Regions from separate parts of the Mus musculus genome. Here region 1 is linked to region 2. The links are chromatin contacts, called in public promoter capture Hi-C maps. All regions are on one chromosome and are shown on one strand. The core of a region is the stretch at or near the end of the contact, and the rest is flanking DNA. Distances in the headings are between cores, read along the strand shown.

Region 1 (6,130 bases), core at 842-3,341, 2.1 Mb before region 2:
CTGTTGGTGTTTTTAGTTCTAACAAATGAGGAGCACATTAAGAAATAATCTAGTGGTGTAACTAAGGGTAGATGCGTGTTGCCTACCGGAGAGAGACCAAAACACACTTCTTTCAATCAGTTAGTATTCATAACTTTCACATACATGAAGATTTTGTTCCAAGTGCTAGCAAATAACCATTTTATTATATTTTTAGAGCAATCATGTTTATGGAAATATAGATAATTTTACTGTATATTACTCTGTAACTTTTTTTTTTAACCTTTGAAGATTGAATTCAGGGTTTTGTGCCAGGAGGGACTTTATCATTTAGTTACGTTCCAGGCTTTAACTTTTTTTACTTAAAAAAAATGTATTTACTTATTTTATATATGTGAGTGCACCGTAGCTCTGTTCAGACACACCAGAAGATATCCCATTACAAAAGGTTGTGAGCCACCATGTGGTGGCTGGGAATTGTACTCTCGCCACTGAACTGTCTCTCCAGCACCTAACTTTTTTACTTTGAGACAAGGTCTCATACCACTATGCCCAAATGTGATATATATATATATATATATATATATATATATATATATATATATATACACACACACACATACACACCCATATATATGTATGTGTATATATATGTATACACATACACACACACATATATAATTTTTAGCAATTTCATTCCTGTGTAAAATAAGTTGAGTCATTTTTATGCCCCTCCCCCTGCCCCCCAACATTTCCTCTCTCTTACACCAAAGAAACTGGTCTGGTTGCCTTTTTTGTGGTTTTTTTTTTTTTTTTTCTGCCTCTAGACATGGTTTGTAGACCAAGCTGGCCTTGAACTCAAAGAGATACACCTGCCTCTGCTTTCAGAGTCCTGGCTTGTGTCACCACGTCCAGCGAGACTGAGACTTTAAAACTTCAATTTCTTTCCTTACATTTCCCTTTTCTGTTTTAAATCCTCCCCTTAAACCTTTTGCTTTCAGGCCTCAAGTGTGCCAGACTAGCGCCCTACCACTGTGTGACATCCACAGTCCCATCCTACGTATTTTAATCCTGGATTTGAAAACTTGGTTCCTTTCACTTCTCCAAACCCCACTACATGCACACACCCTAGAATGGGGACAGATTTGTGTTTTTGGTCTCTGTTGTATGCTCCCAGCATATGGCACTGAACTGGGTACCAAGGAGCTCAGCACTTATATGAATAGATGAAGAATATAGGCAATAAACAGAATCGACCGCTCCAGGAGCGCCACTTACACCAGAGTTCTGGGAGGCAACCCGGGAAGTTCAGTAAATTGATTTTGTTATTTAGAATTTCTCGGTGCTCGAACCGGCTGCGGTTGTATTATGTCCTTTGAGACGTGTTTACTTGTGCAGTTTGCGAACCTGACGCACACTTCTGTGCAGGCTGGAAGAGTTCTGTGCAGCCAGCAACAGTTTGCAGGTAAGTCCACATGCTTTCACATCATCAGCAACTCATGCTACTCTGACTGCCCGCGTTCTCTTGAGAAATGTGCACATGGCAATTCAGGTATTTCTTCACTGGCGATTTTCCAGTAAGGAGGATGAGCTCAGCTGTACTGGTGGTAAAGGACGTGCAAAGACCGGGAAACGAATTAACGCTCACTTTTCCAAAAGTATCAACTCCCCACTCTAGATCAAATCCCGCGCTCTTGCAATGCTCAACCTGATTCTACCACCATACCGCCCCCGTCAGATACCTATCTATGGCGGGCGGGGCAGAAAAAGACACGTCCTAGCTTCCTCCGAATCAGTTAAGTTTCGTAGAATTTTGGTTTCCTACATTTCAGCTAACATTAGTGAAAACCGCCGACCACATGACACAGTAGCCACACACGCGGGCAGAAGAGGAAGCAAAACAAGAAGAAAGCCGGCGCTCCAGTAGCCACGTGAGGAACGAGTTCCCGAGCGCCTTCTCTAGTGATGACTTCAATTCCCGGCCTGCCCCGGGGCGGTTACTATCGGAGGACTACAACTCCCAGGGTGCAGTGGACCAGTCCGCCGCAACCTCCCACTCGCCCGCCTGCCGCTTGTCCCGCCCCTCCCCCGCCCCGCCCAGCCGGATCGGCATGCGCCTGCGCAGCGGAGGCCGGAGGAGTCTTACCCTAATGTAAGATGGTGGCCCGTCTAGCCGTGGAACCCACCGAAAGCTGAGAGTCTCTCTCTCAGCCGTAAAGGTCGGACTCACTGAAGCAGTCAGGCCCGGTTCTGAAGAGTTTTTTCGCCGACTCTCGTTCATTGGTCTCCTGTGAGGACTCGGCAACGCGTGGAGTCGGCTAAGAGAAAAGCGAGGCAAGGCAGGCGGGTGAGTGTCTGCGGGGCTGGGCTTAGGGGAAACCCGGCGCTGACCGGCTACGAGAGAGCGGAGGCTTCGCTGGGACTGTGCAGGCCGCACCCCCCTTTCTCCCCACCCCCCCACCCCCGCCCGCCTCGTCTTCACCCTCCTCCTCCTCCTCTGGCTGCCTCCTCCTCCTCTTCTTCCTCCCTCTCCCCTCTACGCCACAGCAGTTATCACCAGGAAAAGGCAGCCGGGTTGGAGGCAGCGCGGCAGCGAGCGCCGGCTCTCCTTGGAGAATTTCTTCAATTGAGAACCCAAGAGGGCTTCTCATCACCAGTTTTCCCCGCATTTTTCTGGCAACAGTATCCTTAGGTCTTGGTCCTCCTGTTTCCCCAGCCTCCTTTCCCCTCTGACGTCCTTTCCTACTGGCCCCGGTCTCCCAAGCCAGAGCCATCATTTCCACTCTGACGGGTGCTGCTGCTCACTGCCCACCCGTCCTGCTTGGTGGGCTTTTTTGCCCCTTTTTGCCCCATCCCTTCCAGAAAGGCTGCTCTGGATCTAGCCTCTGCTCCCCTCTGGTGCTTGCAGTCAGCCCCCAGTCTGTCTGCCAGACCCGAGTTGATTCCGATGTGCAAGTCTCCTTTAACCGCATCTGTCATCTTAAAGCCACCTCGTGAGTATCTAAATCATGTTGCTGCTCCGTTGCTCCGTATAACCCACCTGTTTCTTAACCTACTTGAGAATTGTCGGTTCCTTCCCTCTTTCCAATGCAGACTCTTTGAGCACACACTCCAGGATAGGGGAGATGATGCCCCGTGTTGTTCCTTGAAAAGTAAAGGAAGTTAGGAAGTGAATGAAGTGAGTGGGAGACTATTAACGTTAAGAGAAAAGAGCTTTCTTCGGGCTACTCGGGAAAGGAATGTTTTGCTTTTTTGATCTTTTTGTTGCTCATTTGCTATCCTTTTTTACCCCTCTTTTCATTTTCGACCTTCTCCGTGCTACTCAGCATTCTCCTGAATTGCCATTCCTCAGGACACTTGATGTTGTCTCTGATTATACCCATAAAGATCAGCTTAGAATTTCAAAACCAGGTGAATCTAGCGCGCACACACACACTTCATCCCCGAACACCACATGCAAATAAATACAGATGGTATTTTGATTGTATGTGGGTTACAGATTCCTTTTGTATCAATTATTGGCTCCGTTATATTGATGTTTATGTTAATTGATAACATTTATTTGTGATGGGTGCAAATTTGACTTTTCCCCCCTCTCTTTTGATCTGGGAAATTCCCTCTTTTGACATTTCTAGGATAGGAGTTATCAGAATAAGTTGTATGGAAAAACACATTGGGTATGTATGAAGAGAAGTTGATATTTTGGGGTAAACTTAAATTCCTTTTTTTCCCATAGAAACTATGGGGGCTGAGAAAAGAAGTCACAAAGCTGAGCATACGCATGCTTCAATGGCACTTAGCTGTTATTACCTGTAGTAAGTAAGAGCTAGAAACTGAAGAGCAAGGGGTGGCTTATGGTCTCTACAGTAGAGTGAAAGCAGAATTGAAATGCACTAGTTTGTGTAATCAGGAGTTAGAGTATTTGCTATAATACACCACAGTGACATAAAGAATTACCAGAACAGCAAATAAGATTATATAGGTCAGATAAACACATGTCAAGTTTGAACATAAGACATTGTGTTCTTAATATATATATAAAAATATTTAAAGTCACAATAACAGTCTCATAATGAAGTATGTCGCTTATTGGGGGGAAATAGTAACAACTTAAGTGTAAATACAAACGCAGTTCTTCTAGTTACTTTCACACATTACTGTTATTGTAAATCTTACATATTTCACCTATAAAGCTTGACTATTCTTATATTTGATGTTATATTAAGTTGCTGTGAAAAGTTTTTAAAAATGTAAACTAAGGTTAGAAAAGCTGCTCATAAAGCTTCCTCTCCTTCCTCCTCTTCCTCCTCCTCCTCCCCCTCGGCTGTCTGTCTGTCTGTCTTTCTTTCGTTCGTTCTTTCTTTTGTTCTTTCTCTCTTTCCTTTTTTTTTTTAAGACAGGGTCTTTATGTAGCTCTGACTGACCAGCAATGTAGATCAGGCTAGCCTTGAACTTGAAGACAGTCACCTGACTCTTCATCTTGTCACTCATGGTCAAAGCTCTTTATTTCAGCCACTTAAGCCCCAATTTGGCAAAATGGAATAAATCCCTATTCTTCTAAAAAATTGGAAGCATTTTATATAAGCATCCATTGTTTTTAGTTATACCTTGAAGTTAAAAAGAAAATAATACTTTTCGTTTAGTTTACCAATAACTTGTCTTTAACTCCAAGTAAAAAGTAGATACTGGTGGAAAAGCTTGCCACTTTGAACAATCTTGTCTAGATACTCTTGGCAGTCATACTTGGCTGAATTGTAAGCAGTATGTTCTAAGGAGAATGTCTGATAGAAGGGGATGAGTGATTTTTTTTTAATGCATCTTTTCTTTTGTAAAGCTATTTGGCTCACTAAATATCGTAAATAATTTCTCTTCTTCCTCTGGGGTCATCAAATTCTTGCTTCTAGCATAGAGAAGATGTAAAAATGTTCTTTAACACATTGACAGGAGGAAGTAAGCTGAAGTTTATAAATATTTTTGTGTAGTCTTCATTTGTAACATTTAACATGGAGGCGTCATACTTAATGATTTTCTTTGATACTTTGTAGTTCTTTCTGCAAATTGAATAGCCAAAGTCTTCAAATGAATAGATTGTTTGTATAAGGTTTTTAAACATGAGTTATTTAAAGTTGGTTTACCATATAATTTTTTTGAAACTTGCATCTACAAACCTTTAATTTGATTAGGATGAGAGATATAATCAAACACCAAAATACAAAATAAAATTGTTTTGTGACACTTGTCAACTTCCTTCTAAATGGAAATACTAGAGGTAGCTTGCAGCCCATTACTTTGTTTTTGTTGTTCTGAAAGAAGGTCTTAACTATAGCTCAGGCTATCCTGGAACTGACTGTGTAAAAGAAGTTGTCTTCAAGCACAGGGTAGTCATCCTGTTTCAGCTTCCTTAGGCTGGAATTACATGTGTGAGCTACCATGTACACCAGTCCTGGATAACTCACTATTTTGTAAAAGACAGAGGGCATTGCCAAAAGATGAGCTCTTAGCATTAGGAGAATTTTACTTACTTGTTTGGTACTAGGCTAGACTATGGACGTTAAGTGGCCCCCTGCATATTAGACAGTGGCTTCAGGAGAGTGTTTCTGTATAAAGGATTTTGTGTCTTAAAAGAATGAAAAATAATTCATTTAATCAGTTTAGTTTTAGAAGCTTTTCTTTGCTTCCTTCCCACTCCCTGGTTTAAAGTGAGGCAGCACTTTTCACGATCATGATTTTTTTTTTAATGTGACTGCAGTGATTCTTGACTCAACTCTGTTATTGTCTTTGTAGACTGTGTGAGATAGGGTAAATTTGTGAAAGCTTTAGTTTTTGCTAAAAATTCACATAGTTTTGTCATTACCTATATTATCACCTTGACTTTTTGTAAAGGAAGTGTAGTGAGCTAAGTTGGTTTTGAAACAAAAACAGTAGGGAAATAGGTTATTGAGGTTTTTGCTGTTCTAGAAACAGTATAACTAGAATGTACTACATACATTCCCCAAAGGATTTTTTTAATCTAAATGGAACTTGTAAATGGTTTTCATCCCACTGGAATAGCATGTATCAGATAAAACTTGGTAACACATTCTAACATTTTATAAACTTTATGTTCCCATAGAGTTAGTAGGAAAAGTCTACAAATACCCATTCTTGAAAA
Region 2 (5,867 bases), core at 413-2,912:
GGCATCCATTGCCTTCTCAGCCTTGGTCTTCATCCTCATTAACAAGTGTTATTTGTATCTCCTCACTCTCCGTATGGAAGCCTCTAATTTTGTAAATATAGACCGAGCAACTGCTTTATGAAACACCCTTCAATACACGCCGTCTATGGGGTAGGAAGTGAGGTGATTGTGTTTATGGATGGGGAGGACCCGATGTAAGGAACGGCAATCCCTGTGTATCTGGGTTCTCAAGAGAAGCAAGCTCAACTGTGATGTAATGGGAGGACGCAGACAGGGGCAGGCAGTTTCAGAACTGCAGGAGAATATCATGTGATTTAGAGCACATGTGTTGAAAAGAACGACACAATGAGATGAAGGGCACTGCTGCTATATGCTGGGATATAGCAGCGGGAGGGACATAGTGTCTTGCGCTACAGATTCTGACATGCTGACAAATAACTGAAGCTCAAAAATATTTCTTCAACATTGTGGATCCCTTTGGCCTAGGAGGATGCCATGGTATGCTGTATTCTCTGTCTTTTAATGTTGAGAAGGGCAAATTGAAAAAGGTATTTTTGTTCAGCTAGTTCTGTCCCCTCCCCTCCCATCCCCCTTCTGCCCCACTCTTCTTCTTCCCTCTTGTTTTTTCTCCTCCTTCACATAGCTCAGGCCTGGGGCATTGCATAGACAACTGAGCTACATCAGTAGTCCCATCCATCTAATTTCTAAATGAAAGGGTATTTCTCTGGCTCCATAAATCTAAGATCATACTGTACTTTTAGCAACAGTGTTTGACAGCAAACAAACAAACAAACAAACAAAAAAGCAAAACAAAAAAACCCTAAAATCAACCAAATAACCAAATAACAACAAAACTGAAACTGTGTGTGTGGTTATCCTAACATTTTTAGACTTCTTGGAGGTAAAGTACCAAGCTAGAAACTTTCCAAAACAGATCATCTCTACTTTGTCTAACGCTGCTATAACTCCTCCATGAACGGACCATTTTCCTCTGTCTAATCATCCTGTGATCTAACTTATGTAAGTGAATAAGAGACACAAACACGAGAAGCAGTGTTCTGTCTGTATCTTTGTGTAAATAATTTTTCCTGTGCATTTTTGCATGTAGATTTGAAAGCCCTACATTAAAAGTTGCATTTCATACAGACTGACAAATACCAAAGTCATAAGATAGGAACATAGGCATATGTAGTCTCGGCCCCTTTAAAAGACTAAGTGGCAAAATGCTAAGTTTAGTTGTTACAGGTTTGTGAATTGGAATATACAAGTTGTTTGTTTAGGGGAGTGCATCTTCCATATCTAGCTTTGAGAGCCTGTATTTACCTAACTTACCTAAGGTTCTAGAGTCAACTGCAAAACAAGCTGGTTGGGTGAACCAACTTTTTTGAAAGTAGACCAGAAGGAGGCCTTCAGGGCTGTCAAGACTACAACTCCCAGAATGCTCGGTTCACTTTACAGTTTAGGGAGTGAGACCTGTCACAGCACCTATCGCTCCGGATCGAGACTACAATTCCCATTATTCTCAGAGGCTCCGGAAGCCCTATTAAGCACCACCTGTTGCCATAGCATCCGGGTCCAATCCAGCCAATCCTAGTGCACCTTCTGATAAGAGGCGGGCAGTTTGCTTCTCGGGCTAACCCGAAGCGGCCTACTTCTGGCACGTGACCGGAGGAGGCGGGCTTTTGGGACCGGCGCCTTCTCCTTGCTTCTTTTTTGGGGTCGTGGCCTTGCTCCTGCCCTGCAAGAGAAGCGTCCAGGGCTTTCACGCGCAAGTGTGCGCGTGGGTCCTGACGTGCTCGTAGGTCCACGCTCCAGACTCTGCGGGGACAGAAGCAGGAGCCATGGGCGGGACCGCTAGCACCCGCCGGGTCACCTTCGAGGCGGACGAGAACGAGAACATCACCGTGGTGAAGGGCATCCGGGTGAGTGCCGTGGGCGGGCGGAGGGCAGCCTTTGACCTCGGATCCCAACGCTGAAATGTGCCTGGGACAGCTGCACCTGCTTTCTCCGCTCTCGGCCCGCCCTGCTGTCCCGCTAGAAGTCTGGGTCTCTGGGAAGAAGCTCGTAGTTTCAAGACTCCGAACCTCCATTCAGAGAAAGTTCTTGGTTGTGTGCCAGGAGCCATGCACTGTGCCGGGGTGGTGGTGCCGGGTCACCACGGTCGTCCTTGCTCACTAGTTGCAGGACTTTATTAAAACTCTTGCTTCACTGTGCTGGTCCGTGTGCCTCCTGTACAGGACCCAAGCCCTTCTTTTCCACGCACAGTTCTTTCTCAGAGTGAATTGGTGTTTTAAGGATTACTCTTCTTTGCCTCTGTTATTCCCTGCCCCTCTTCTGGTATTACCATTCAAGTCATTCCTGACCCTGCTGCTAATTTCTGGCTTCTGGCTCTTTCCCTTCCACCTGATAATTTCGTTTTCCCAGGCGCCTCCCCTGTGGTTTGTTGGCCCAAGTTATGAACCTGACCCAGTTGGACTATACAGGCCTATAACTGCCAGCCTGCTAGGGGCGGAGGTCGGTTTGCAGGCCTTCAAGGTTGTAGAACTGAGACAACTTCTAAGGGATCGTTATAGAGACTTATTAAATGCCCTCTGCATGTACTTGATACATGAACTGAAAACTTGAATTTCCTCTAGGGCGTTAGTATACACACTAACAACTTTAATATTCTCCTTTGCCTCGACTTTGGAGCTTCATGCTTTGGGAAGTACACTTACTTGTATCTAGTAAATAGAGCACTATGACTTCAGAAGGTTTTAGAGTACTTTATATTTTCTGTCTACTGCTTTTACACAACTACTCTTAATTAACTATGTAAGAGTTACAAGGAAATAAAAACTTAAAAACATTTCAACTGCTTGAAAACTTTTTCCTTTGAAATTTGTTACTTTGAAAAGAACTTATTAAAGTTTTATTGATTAGAAACCCCAGACTGTTGAACTGAGTTTTTGAGTCTGTGACCAGCAATTCTCACTCTACTAGTGATAGAGCCCTTTGCCTGCTGTGGTTTAGTTGGTAGTTTTTGTAGTAAGATAAGAATTACTGCATACTTGAGTTTTGTACAGAGGTGGAGGGAAAAAAAAAAACCAAAAAAGAAAGGAAAAGAAAGTCGATAAAAGGCTTAGAATGTTGAAAACTTAAAAAAAAAAAAAAAAAAAGGAAAGTAAATTTCAGATGAAAAAACTGTTTAGAACAATGCATTAAGTCTTTCTCCTCATGTTTCATCACAGACAGGCCAGTGACACAAACTGTATGAGTTTGGGCACAGCATAGAGATTTAGATACAATATCAGATAGGGTAGAGTGATAGGCAGGGCAACAGGGATATGTATTCCATTCAAGTGATAAGATTGTTTTAAAGAGCTTCTGTAAACTTTAAAAACAAAACAAAACAAGAAAAACCCAACTATGTCTTTCAGCCATACAACTTGACATAAATTTCCTTTTTCAGATACATTTTATTTCTGTTGTTACAGTCCTGGCCCAGGCAGGCTTATTTTGATTTGTACGCAGCTCTTCTTCAAACACCCTTGGCAAGGTTCTCCTCTGCTTCTGGTCTTTTCAAGGATTGCCTGTAATCTTCTCCAGCGTTCTCTCCTTCAGTTTTCTTGTTCTTCAGACTGGTAGAGCTGCGTACATCTCTCGGATCTCTATTGTTTTCTAGCTCACAAGTCTCGTGGGCTTCTTGACACGGTCAGATTGTTATTTTTTTATTTTTTATTTTTTGTTTTTGTTTTTGTTTTTGAACAAAATATAGCTTTTTTGCAGCTTTTCTCAAAACTGGTATGTTGTTGAATTGGGAGGACTTGGAGCCATTTTGGGTTCCTTGAGGTCATGGACAGGAGAAAGCCAACTTGGAATTAAGCTGACATTTTTAATTAGCCTGTGGCTCTGGACAAGTCGCTTCTCTGATGCACACCCTTATTCCTAAAGTGGAATGTTATCACTTTCTTTGGTTAGGATTAGAGGATAAGGTATGTAAACACCTGTTGATTATCATCATTATTATTAATTATTATTTGAGGTGCTGGGAATTAAACTTAGGCCCTCCCATGTGCTAGACAAGCACTGTACCACTGATCTATATATTTCCAAGCTGCTTTGTAGATTTATAAATAAGCGGTCATCATTATGGTAGGGTTCCTTTCACATTTAAAATTACAAAGTTCTTTGAAAGAGCATTGGAATCAAACAAATCTGGGTTCAGATCTTTGTAGGATTTAGTATAGCTTATGGCATGGACAAGTTATCTTTGATTGCATTTCCCTCTCTGGAGTTTCACTGTAACTGCATATTAATGTGTGTGTCTCCTGTGTGTGTGTGTGTGTGTGTGTGTGTGTGTGTGTGTGTGTGTGTGTACACATAGTCCGCTAAAGCTTCAACCCAAAATAACTAAACAGGAGAGCATGTTATACTCCAGTGAGAGACCCGCACAGGGTAGACTGAGCGCTGAGATCATCCATTCCGTCTGAGCCTTGTAAACGTCTCATAGCTGCCCTTGATGCTTTTCTTGGCTTTGCTTTTAGGCACGACAGCAGTATTCTTAGCGTGAAAGCAAGGCTTTGTCTTCAGGCAGTTGCTAAAACATGGACAGGTGAGGCCCAAACTTCAGTTTTGGATTTTATGGCTTAATGAAACTTGGCTGAAGAAGCGTTTTCCAATTTTGATCAATTTTATAATGTTTAGGGTTCCGTTTCATTGACGAGGATAGTAATTTCATCTTCAGTTATCCTAATAAGAATGAATAGCATTTAGTGAGCAACAGAAAACTCACTAAGTACGCTGAGTTTATTGATAGATCATGAGTATCCATATTTTCCTTGCTGAGGTGCTTATGGCTTGTACTCAAAGGGCCTACAACTTGAAACAGTGTCAAGTTTCAAGTTTCTTCTTGTTGGCAGGCACTACTTTTTTATGGTATTATATATGCTCTTTTTCCCTTATTCTGAGCTGTTGCTAGTGTTTTTTTTTTTTTTTTGCCCTCTGTAAAACAGCTTGTATTCTTAATACCTGATTTCAATTTTGCATATGGAACTACTCATATGAACTGAATGAAGAATTGCCCTCTTGCCTTGCACTCTCTCTAAGTCTCAAATAAATTTTCTAGTGATAGAAAAACACATACTTTTATTGCCTCACATTACATGGGCTTAATAGGATTTTTGTGTCCACCTGCTGTGCCTGCTTAGAAAGTGTGCTCAGAACCCGGCCTTTCATAACTTTATCTAAAACATCAGAGCTGTGAGTGAACTCTTTCAGAGCAAATGTCAACTTCAATGAGTATCATTTTCAAAGTTATACTTATCACTGTTTCTGGCATAACGAATCTCTGCAGCTGGCCTTGAAGCTGCAAGCTGACATTCACAGGAGTCACTCAGAGCACCATGCACACCTTCGTGAAACACACCATGTGCTTTGGCAGATGATGGTAGTCGAGAGCCCCAAATTGAAGAGATTTCTTAATGTGGGATGCTGTAGAGTGTTCTTCAGTGTTAGTGAGGGTTATGCATTTATTTGGTTAGTCATAGGGACTGAGTGATTTAGTTAGCTGATAGAGAATTGGTCCCTTACTTACAGCTGTAGGGTCTGTGAATGTCTTGGGCCATCTTAAGCTTTCTAGGATTCAGAATACAGTAGCAAGCTACATGTGAACTGAAAAGGAGATGTTTTACAGAAATGAGTCTTTGTGTTTTCCCTGCCATCCCATTTCACCTCTTTTGTTTATGGGAGTCACACCTTAAAAAAGTAGCAGGGAGCTAGTGCTCACAGAAAATGACCTGTTCCTTTGTGAGGGAAAACCAAGAGAGAAAATTGCATCGGTATTCTTTAAATCAATTTGATAAGAAACATCTAAAGGCATCTAAAGA

The links. Promoter capture Hi-C pulls out the DNA fragments that hold promoters and counts their contacts.
Region 1: a promoter capture Hi-C map of pre-B cells shows a contact between it and region 2, with 5 times the contacts expected there. The contact joins the promoter of Cnot4 here to the promoter of Chchd3 in region 2. A contact is called at or near these places in 2 of 39 promoter capture datasets (liver and pre-B cells), 3 of 484 Hi-C or Micro-C datasets (CD4 T cells, liver and uterus) and 2 of 9 other capture datasets (adipose tissue and liver).

What each region holds. Positions count from the first base shown.
Region 1 is chr6:35,129,698-35,135,827 of GRCm38.p6, reverse strand. It overlaps Cnot4 (CCR4-NOT transcription complex, subunit 4), which reads left to right and starts at 2,091. Exons shown (of 12, transcript NM_001164413.1): 1 at 2,091-2,326. It overlaps Gm33046 (a long non-coding RNA gene), which reads right to left and starts at 2,297. Exons shown (of 5, transcript XR_868974.2): 1 at 2,126-2,297; 2 at 1,258-1,580.
Region 2 is chr6:33,056,055-33,061,921 of GRCm38.p6, reverse strand. Chchd3 (coiled-coil-helix-coiled-coil-helix domain containing 3) reads left to right here and starts at 1,662. Exons shown (of 8, transcript NM_025336.2): 1 at 1,662-1,922. The coding sequence starts at 1,842.